Regions from separate parts of the Zea mays genome. Here region 1 is linked to region 2. The links are chromatin contacts, called in public Hi-C maps. All regions are on one chromosome and are shown on one strand. The core of a region is the stretch at or near the end of the contact, and the rest is flanking DNA. Distances in the headings are between cores, read along the strand shown. Region 1 holds the start of LOC103629786 (Plant Tudor-like RNA-binding protein). Region 2 holds the start of LOC100857097 (acetylglucosaminyltransferase).

Region 1 (4,494 bases), core at 1,948-4,447, 140 kb after region 2:
AACCGACTGGAAACCATCGGTTTGGTTTAGGATTCCCGATCGTATTGGCATTTTTCAAAGACGCAGGAGAGAAAAAAACATTGCTGAAAGTGTCTTTGAAATGCACATCAACCCACTTGAATACCATAATTCCAATTTGGATACAATGTCCACTCCCACGCACTTCACAGTTATGGCCTATCAACTTTCAGGCTCCACGGTGCATCTGACGGTGCCCACTCACCACTGACACGATACAGTTGTGCATACCAATGTTCTTTGTGCTGCTGAAATACTTTCTGATGTTGGTGATTTTTGCTGTGCAGATTGAGAGTACCAGCGGGGATCTTAAGTGAACCTGGCGGGTAGAGTCTGGTTCTGTTACACTTGTACCACTGAAGAGTTCCGAGTTCCAAAAGAGAAAGAGAAAGGTAAAGCAGGCTAGACATGATCATCAGCTGGCAATACATAGGTGCGGATTAGCATGGAAAGTAGCTCATTTACTAGCAGGCAATTTTTTGGAAGTCTTAAGGCCATACTGAGTTGGACTGGTTTGGCTCAGCGTTACATACTGTATACAACGAATGCCCAATGTAACCTTTCCCAACACAATGCTGTTCTGATATTCTTTCTGTACATGTCCTTGTTTTTTTTTTGGACATTCTATTTCTATACAAGCATACATGTGGATGTCATAGTCTCATGAAGTGGCAGAGTGTTAGCACTGAGATAGGGGAAACGAGTAGAGAAACTATATTGGGGAAGGAGTAAGAATTAGGGGGAGAGGTGGGAGACGAGAGCCGGCGGCGTCTCGGGAGTTTCTCATTAATCTCATCAAAGTTGTAACCTTATTACAAAACAGAAGTATATATCTTCACTCGAGTCGGCCCACTATGCCTACTTGGCCCACATCGGCCCGCTCGACGCGCGCGCTTAGGGGTGGGCACTTTTTTACCATAAACCGAAAACCGAACCGAACCGTACCGAACCGAACCGAAATTTCGGTTTTTTCGGTAGTTCGGTTCGGTTTCGGTTTTTATATCTGAGAAGTTCGGTTTTCGGTATCGTAATCGGTTTTCACCGTATACCGAACCGAAATACCAAAAAAACCGAATACCAAACTTTATCAATTGTAAAATTTGATTTTTCGATTATGTGAACTAAATGTGTGAAGCAATTAAATTGTTATTCACTTATTTATATGTGATGTATGATGTATCTCTAAATATTTGTACCTATATAATTTTTACTTTTTAAAATTATGTGTAATCTATCATATAAACTTGTTGCATGTGTTGTTTCGAGTATAAGTTTGGTATTCGGTTTTTACCGAAAAACCGAAGTAAAAAACCGAAATCGAAGTTCTCGGTTTTCATTTTCTAGAAAACCGATTGGTTTCTAATGTCTAAAAAACCGAAGTTTTTTAAAACCGAAAAACCGAACCGAAATTTCAAAAAAAACCGAATGCCCAGCCCTACGCGCGCTTGGAAAGGCCGCTGTTTCCCCGCCTTCGCTCCCGTCCTCTTCCAGCTGGTCTGGTGTTGCGTTGCTGACTCAGAGCTTGGATTGTTGTACATTCCAAACGCCCCTTGTCCCTTCTCCAAGATCACATACGAAATTCTTGATAAGCCTGGCCTGTTGCATGCGTGAAGCAAGCAAATCTGCGCCCCTCCCCTGGACATGTGATCGCGGAGATTTCTGAGCCCGGGACGCATGCGGTAGATCCCTGCTGGATTTTCATGCCTCATTTTCAGCTATGCAGATCGAGATCGAGGTGTCTCCGCTGAGCCCGGGACACATGCGGTAGATCCCTGCTGGATTTTCATGCCTCATTTTCAGCTATGCAGATCGAGATCGAGGTGTCTCCGCTGGCCTCTGTTCATGGCTCATGATCATCATGGACAACGGCCTCCATTAACGCAATACGCAGTGCGGCCACTCGTCAGTCGTCGCGCCCAACCAAACCATGACCTGCACCCCCCCTCCCCCTTCCTTTTTCAAGAATACAGTATTAGTTTATTATTAATTGATGAAAAGAGGTTATCCTTCTTGTATACGTGCTGGTTGTTTAGATTGTGTTTGCATTGCTTTGTTGGGTCATCTTTCCGGCACGCAAGGAATATGAAAGCTAGGTAAACAAGCAAAGCGATCAGCTAATTTTGAGAGACAGCGGCTTAAACGTGACTGCCAAGCCATCATCAACGCTGCCGCAGGATGACGGAGAAAGTATGCTTGGGGCGGTCGTCTGGGGCAGACGAACAACTTGCCACAGCTTCATGCCCACGAAAACTAGAGAAGAAAACACATTTTGATTAGCTGGTGCACACTAACCCGACGTTGTGAGTTTCTATTTCAATCCGTGGGATGGCTCGCACACGATCTGAAATTTAGTTCGTTCTTTATTTTACGCAAAAATGATTAAAATATAATAATAGTTATTTTCGATAACTAACTTGGCTAATTGTTCATGTAATATTTTGTTGCAACTCAACGCGAGAATACATAAAACCATAGATATAACTTAATTATTGTTGATACTTATTGTTTTTACTGCATCTAGTCCAAACCCAACCTATTGCCATCCTATACTCCCCTGTACTTTTTGGACGTGACAAATAAATCCTTCGACCTTTGGTAGATATCGAATTTGACCCGGTCTATAGTAGCAAGCAAAAAAAAAACCCACTGCTTCGGTACAATGGTATAAACTCCCTTGAAACATATAACAAAATATGCACATCCAAAATGAAAGGTCGTTTTCTAGAAATTTATATGGAAACGGCATATTCGATATGCATATATATACACTAGAGGACAAAATCATACAGTATAATATTTTGAAAACTTCTATGAATTATAGTATGTTTTAAGCGTTTCTCACGACTGCAGAGAATGGATGGCTCGTACACAAATGCGTCGATGTCTAGAACAGCGTTTAATTGTTTTACATTTTTCACTTGGAAAAACGAAAAACCCTTGGAAAAATAAGGTTCACAAACTAGCTCTAAGATGGTTCAAAAAAACCATGCTACGCTCCGGAGAAAATGTAACCCAAAAAAACGAGACGACAAACCAAAACCATGGGAACAAGATAGCCACCGATAACCTCGTCCTGGGATCTCAGCCGTCAAACGCCAGACCGACGGTCGACAAGCGACGGGCTGGCCGAGGCCCAAACAAGGATATCTAAGGCCAATGGCAGTGATGAGACTCGCCTCGAACCCAGAACGCGACGCGACGCGACGCAGGCCCACCCCTGTGACCCTGTCCTGCAGAAATATTCATTATCTTATATTCAAATAAATAAAATAAAAACCGACTGAATTTGCTTATTTCCGGCTCTTGTTGAAACCGCCACCCGATTCCTCCGCTCGCCAAATCCTCGCCGTGCCCTCGTAGCAATTCCTTGCGTCGGCGCATCATCGCGGCCTCCTCTCCCTCTCTCTCTCTATCTCTCTCAATCTCTCCGTTGGCAAATCGTTGAATCGACGTGCTTGGCCCCGGCCGCTCTGAGCCCGCCGCCAGCCTCCTCGTCTGAAGAAGAACGACAGCCGTCGGGCTCCGGTGGTCCCGCCGAAGAACGGCAGGTAGCCAGCCGCGCTCATCACGCCGGCGACTCGATTGGCATTGTATTGGCCTTTCCGTTTGTTGGTAAGGGACCCTAACTTCGCTTGATGTTTTTTTTCTTTTCTTTTTCCTCGGAGACTTATTTGTTCGGTAGATCGATCTCTTTACTCTCTTCTATGATCACAGTCAGATCGAAAAGAAGAGGAAAGAATCGGGAAGCCCGCCCCCCTGGTGGATATGCGAGGCCATGTTTTTCATGTCACACCCCCGACCGATTCGCCTCGATTTCGTTCTTCTGTTCTTCTGCGCCGCAATGGCTCCTTCGCTCGTTCATATCTGTTATTCTGTTGTGAATACTCGGTTTGAGTCAATGATGCGATTTCTTTCATTCAAAATCTTCTGGGTGCTCCTGTGTTATTCTGATTTATTCGCTCTGTTTCGACGCCAGTTAATCTATCGTGTCGGCTGTTGACAATATCTTTGGTTTCTTGTCCGCGACAGAGTTCTCGAAGCAAAACGACCTGATGAGATTCCTCAAGGGGAGCAAGGTGGAGGTATTGCAGGAGGCAGATGTGCCGTTTGGTTCTTGGAGGCCTGGTGAGATCGTCTCCGGCAATGGACACGCCTACTTTGTGAGATATGATGAAAGTCCCGTTGACTCCAGCGTGGCTGTTGAAAGGGTGCCAAGAAGGTTGATGAGGCCTCGCCCTCCTGCGGATGATCCTGTACGCTGGAGTTTGGGTAGTATCATTGAGGCCTTTGACAGCTACTCGTGGAAGGTTGCCGAGGTGGTGAGAGTGCTTGGAAAGAATCAATATCTAGTCAGGCTCCTTGGGTCCTCGCTGGAGTTGAGTGCACATGCATCGGTTCTTCGAATGAGGAAGCTTTGGCTAGATGACATATGGATTGTGACTCAGAAGGTAATGCTCTGTTCCTTCCATTCTCAAA
Region 2 (4,656 bases), core at 816-3,315:
ATGAAGTGTTTGTTTTCTTGTACCAAGCATTAACAACAGTGGCAAAAAAGAGCCATTAGTTGCACATGATTCCAGGAAAAACAGACATGTGAATAAAAACCAACACTGCAAACAATTAGTATGTGAAATACAATGAAAAATGGTACTCCCTCTGTCCTTTTTTTATTTGTCGCGTTTTAGTTCAAAAATGAACTAGTGGGCGACACATATTCGAGAACAGAGGTAGTATATAGAAAATAAGAAACACTAATACTAGAGGGAGATAGAGAGCTATTTCAGAATTCTCAGGGAAGATGATGCTGTATTTACCAGTGAAGAGCTTGAACGCAGTTGGGACACTCCGTTTCTCTGTTATCCAGAAAACGTCAGACTTCTGCAGGCTGTATAGCCCAGGGTCGATGATCACCGGTTTCGCCCTCTGGTACCTACAGAGAGACATATTCAGCAACTGCAGAACTCGTGGGAGCATATAACAGAACTTTGAGAATTGAGACAAACTGCAAACTTACTCCTTCCATCCGATGTCACTGGTATGCTCAATGAAGTTAAGCTGCCTGGGCAACTCGGAGAGCACATGCAACAGGTCTGCCGATAGATAGACAAACCAGACAAACAAAGAGACAAGTTGATCACAACAGAAAAGCTTGCACCATGAACAAGTAGAAGAATCCATAAAACGGTAGTAAATCGAAAGGGAAGAACCAAAATAAGATTGCAACCAAGAGAGGGAGAGAGGCGACTCAGTGCGGGGCTCTTTTAAAAGAAAGAAATACACGCCCCAAGATTGACTTTCCCCTCCCTGATACCACCTAGAACTAGAAGCGGCAAAGATAATCAAATCTTACCAAATTCCCAGACCAATTGTGGAAGAACATGTCATAAATTAATCTCACCCCATTCCCAAGTGGCAACTCCAAGCCCACGTATAAGATCGCATGTTTGGCGAACACTCGCAACCAAACACTGTACGCCAAATTTCAAATCCCCATCGTCCAGTGACCCAAACTTGGAATTGATTTTGCCCGGAACGCAAAGATCGCGCCTTTAGAAGCACCGAAAAAATAGGATGAAAGGTCGCGTCTTCCCGCGACGGATAGATCCAATCGCGGAACTGGGGGGCCGAAGGAGGCAGATCGCATCTGCGCTTACCGTCCTGGGTGACGAGTGGATAGTCGGAGGCGGAGAGGTTGATGAACCAGTCCCAATCACCGCCCTCGCGCAGCAGGATGGCAGCCGCGTGCAGCGTATTGGCCACCATGGTCGGGCCACGGTAGGTGACCAGGTTCGCCCGTGTGACGACCTTGACGTTGCGGAACCTGGCGTAGACGGGGTCGGCGCGGACGGCAGCGGCGAGCTCGGCGCGCTCGGCGGCGGGAGCCTCGAGGTCGAGGTGCACGACGTACGTGTTTGCCGGGTGGTAGAGCGCCCTGAGCGTCCGGCGCAGCGCGGCTCCGTCCCCCGCGGAGCCGGAGACGAGGTAGGCGATCCTGGGCACGGCGCCGCGCGCGGGGCGCTCCTCGGCCCGCATCTGCTGGCGGAGCTTGGCCTCGACGAAGAGGGGCTCGGCGGAGGCCGCGGAGGGGAGCGGCGAGAAGGAGAGGAGCAGCGCGCGGGAGGAGGAGAAGAAGAGCGACGCGGAGATGAGGATCGACGAGAGCAGGACCGAGGCCAGCAGCGGCGCCGCCCACCGCCGGTGAGCGTGGATGTGTGCCGCCGCCCCGGCCGCGCCGGAGGAGCCCGGCGACGGCGGCTTCGCCTCTAGCATCCCCCTGTGCTCCACCCCCCGCCCCCCTTCCTCCTCCTCCTCCGGCGGGGCAGCGGTGGACACCGGATCGCGCCGCGCGGGCAGCTTAATTAGAGGGCCGGCGACGGTTGGTGCTCGCACGCGATGTGGCGTGGCGAGGTTACCGCGGGCGCCGCGGAGGTGGAGGGGGAAGGGGAGGACGGGGGCACGGGCAAGAGAGCGCGTCGCGGTGGACGGTCTCGTGAGTGAGTGCTGCTGGGTGGGCGGGTGGGTTAACCTTTGCGTTGGTGCGCCGCTGCCTGCCGGTCGCGTCGGGTTGGCGTTGGCCCTCCAGTCAGGCATGGCCTCGTGGCATCTTCTCGTGCCGCTGCCACGGATGGAGATTGATGACGGACCCAAAAGCCTCGTCCTGCCGTGTGAGATGGAGAAGATCGGTAGAGTGAGGTGTTGGGTTTGGATTTTCTTTTTTGTGCTTATCTTGCGGAATGACTTATTCTTAATCCTGAATCCATTTATGAGAGATTCTGATATTTGCCATCAGCATGAAACATGTTTGTAAAATTGCCATCAGACCCACATTTCATAGACCCAGCTGGACCCATAATTCATAGACACAGTGGTAATTATAACAAGAAGACAACATTGTGAGCGGCAAAAATCCAATTATTTCATTTATAAACTGCGTTGCGTTGTGTCGTCTACATTTTCAATCCTGTTCCTTCCTAAGGCCTACTTTGGAATGGAGGATTAGTAAAACATAGGGATGAAAAAAATGTAGGAATAGAGTTGCATGTCACCTTCAATTCCACAGGAAAATTTTCAAGAGGTTGGACCTCATGTTAAAAAACCTCCAAAATCTCACTACAATGCTCAATTCCATAGGAATTTTATAGGATTTGTTGCAACTCAATCCTTTGTTCCAAAGGACCACATAGGAAAACTTTCTATAGGGTTTTAATCCTTTAAAATTCCTTCACTTTTCCCTTGTTCCAAAGGAGGCCTAATAGTAGGTCTAGGAGTACGTAGTAGTAGTTGATTAGGTCCAGCTCCCGCCAAAACTGATTGTAAGGACGGCGACATTTAATTTGTGCTAAATACTGTTAGATATGTTTATTTTGTACAGATCTTAAAGGACATTAAATCCAAACTGAAATTTATCCAGATTCATATTTAACTCTAAGAAAGGAAACCAAAAGCTTGTACTTGGCGGCATAATGGATCTTTAACTTGTTTTGTCTTCTTATAAAGGCTTAACCCATATTCTTAATTTGGCTTGTCCTGCATTTATATGTAGTGATTTCTTACCAACTTATACCTAAAACATTGTTTTTCATTGTTCTACGATGTATATTGTATTGTTCGTAGAGCGGAGTTTGCATATGGGTATAGGGATGAGTAAGCTGCTGGAGACAGTCTTAGATTGATGAAGTTGTTTTGTCTGTATACAATAAAAAGTTGTTGGATTAGAATAATCCTAGGCCAACCAAATAACATACTTTGGCCATGAATCGTAATTTGGTCAAGCTATAAATTATATTATTGCAACAAAAAAAACTGTCGTTGTAAGTTGTAAGCCCGTGCACAGAACGTGTAAATGGACATACAAAACGTTGTTTTGCATAGTAGGTCGTAATATTTACACTGTGAAGTTTGAAATAGTAAATAAGATAATGACCCTTGTGCAGCACTACAAGTATTAAAATGAACGTACAGTCATCCATATATGTGTTTTAGCCCTTTTATTATTAAGATCCTGTTGAACCTAAAGCTGCTGAAGAACAAGCATAGCTAATTAAATCAAAACAATTTAGTATTTCTTCTTCTCTTATCCACTTCAAAAAAAAATGTTTCTGCCTGTTGAAGGCATGTTTGGATGTGAGGACTGAAAATTAGCCCACCTTATAAAAATGAATTAAATATAGACTAATTATAGCCTAATAAGGGTAATGAACTCTAACCATCAATTAATCATCATTACCTTTTGTTCGCCTAAAATCAGTCTATATTTAGACTTTTTAATTGGCATTCGTAGAGGCTAATTGTTGGCCCCTGAATTTAATAGGCCCTAAGTGTATAGCATAGGTTTTATCCTCTTTGTCGATTGACAATTGCTGAATGGATGCCTCTGCTTTCGACATAGTATATGCAGAAGCAAGAAATATGTGTACTCATATGCCGAGTGGACGCCATGAGTACAACAAGTCTTCGATGGCATCATGGAGCTGAAAAGAAAGTCGTCTACGCCCCGTTTGGATTATTGGAATTGAATTCCATTCTAATAATAATAATTTAGGCATATATCAATTAAGCTAATTCACTTTTATACAAAATATATTTGTATACTATTATTAACAAGATATCGTAGATATTTATGTGCTACATTTTTACTATAGAGGAGTAGAACGAAGAATGTCATGTAAGTTACATATTAGAAACAAATTCTAATCATGCATAAAATCATTTCCTATTCTCCACTCTATGAATTTGAGATAGGCTTATATCTGAACTTTAGAAAGTGGTGAAATGCTAAATTCCAAACTAAATAAGTTACTTTATTCAGTGAATTCCAATTCCTTTAAAACGAAAGGATCCAAACGCCCCGCTAGAGAAAATCTTCCTCTCCTATTACGATTCTAGAGAAAGTCGTCTAGAGAAAATCGTAGAGGAAAATACACCGTGTTGGATGTCGCCACCTGGCACCTGCACAGTACAACTTCGATTTCTCTTGAACTTACCTTTTAGAACTATAGAACTCGTCTTAGAGGACAATGACAGATAAGACATAACCATCTATACATTTCAGGATTATAGATATGTATATCAAGCGAGCTGTTTTTTTTGTTAGATAAATGGGAGTGAATAAGATGAAAATACTCGACCAATGGTATTTATATTTTTAAGAAAAAATAAAA

Evidence for each region. Hi-C and Micro-C count contacts between places; a contact is called where the count stands out from the background.
Region 1: a Hi-C map of leaf shows a contact between it and region 2, with 6 times the contacts expected there. The contact joins the promoter of LOC103629786 here to the promoter of LOC100857097 in region 2. A contact is called at or near these places in 3 of 25 Hi-C or Micro-C datasets (bundle sheath, ear and leaf).

Annotation. Positions count from the first base shown.
Region 1 is chr6:112,987,486-112,991,979 of Zm-B73-REFERENCE-NAM-5.0, forward strand. It overlaps LOC103629786 (Plant Tudor-like RNA-binding protein), which reads left to right and starts at 3,198. Exons shown (of 6, transcript XM_035960118.1): 1 at 3,198-3,630; 2 at 4,048-4,466. The coding sequence starts at 4,071. It also overlaps the pseudogene LOC100278353.
Region 2 is chr6:112,851,692-112,856,347 of Zm-B73-REFERENCE-NAM-5.0, forward strand. LOC100857097 (acetylglucosaminyltransferase) reads right to left here and starts at 2,066. Exons shown (of 4, transcript NM_001254771.2): 1 at 1,150-2,066; 2 at 510-585; 3 at 310-425. The coding sequence starts at 1,765.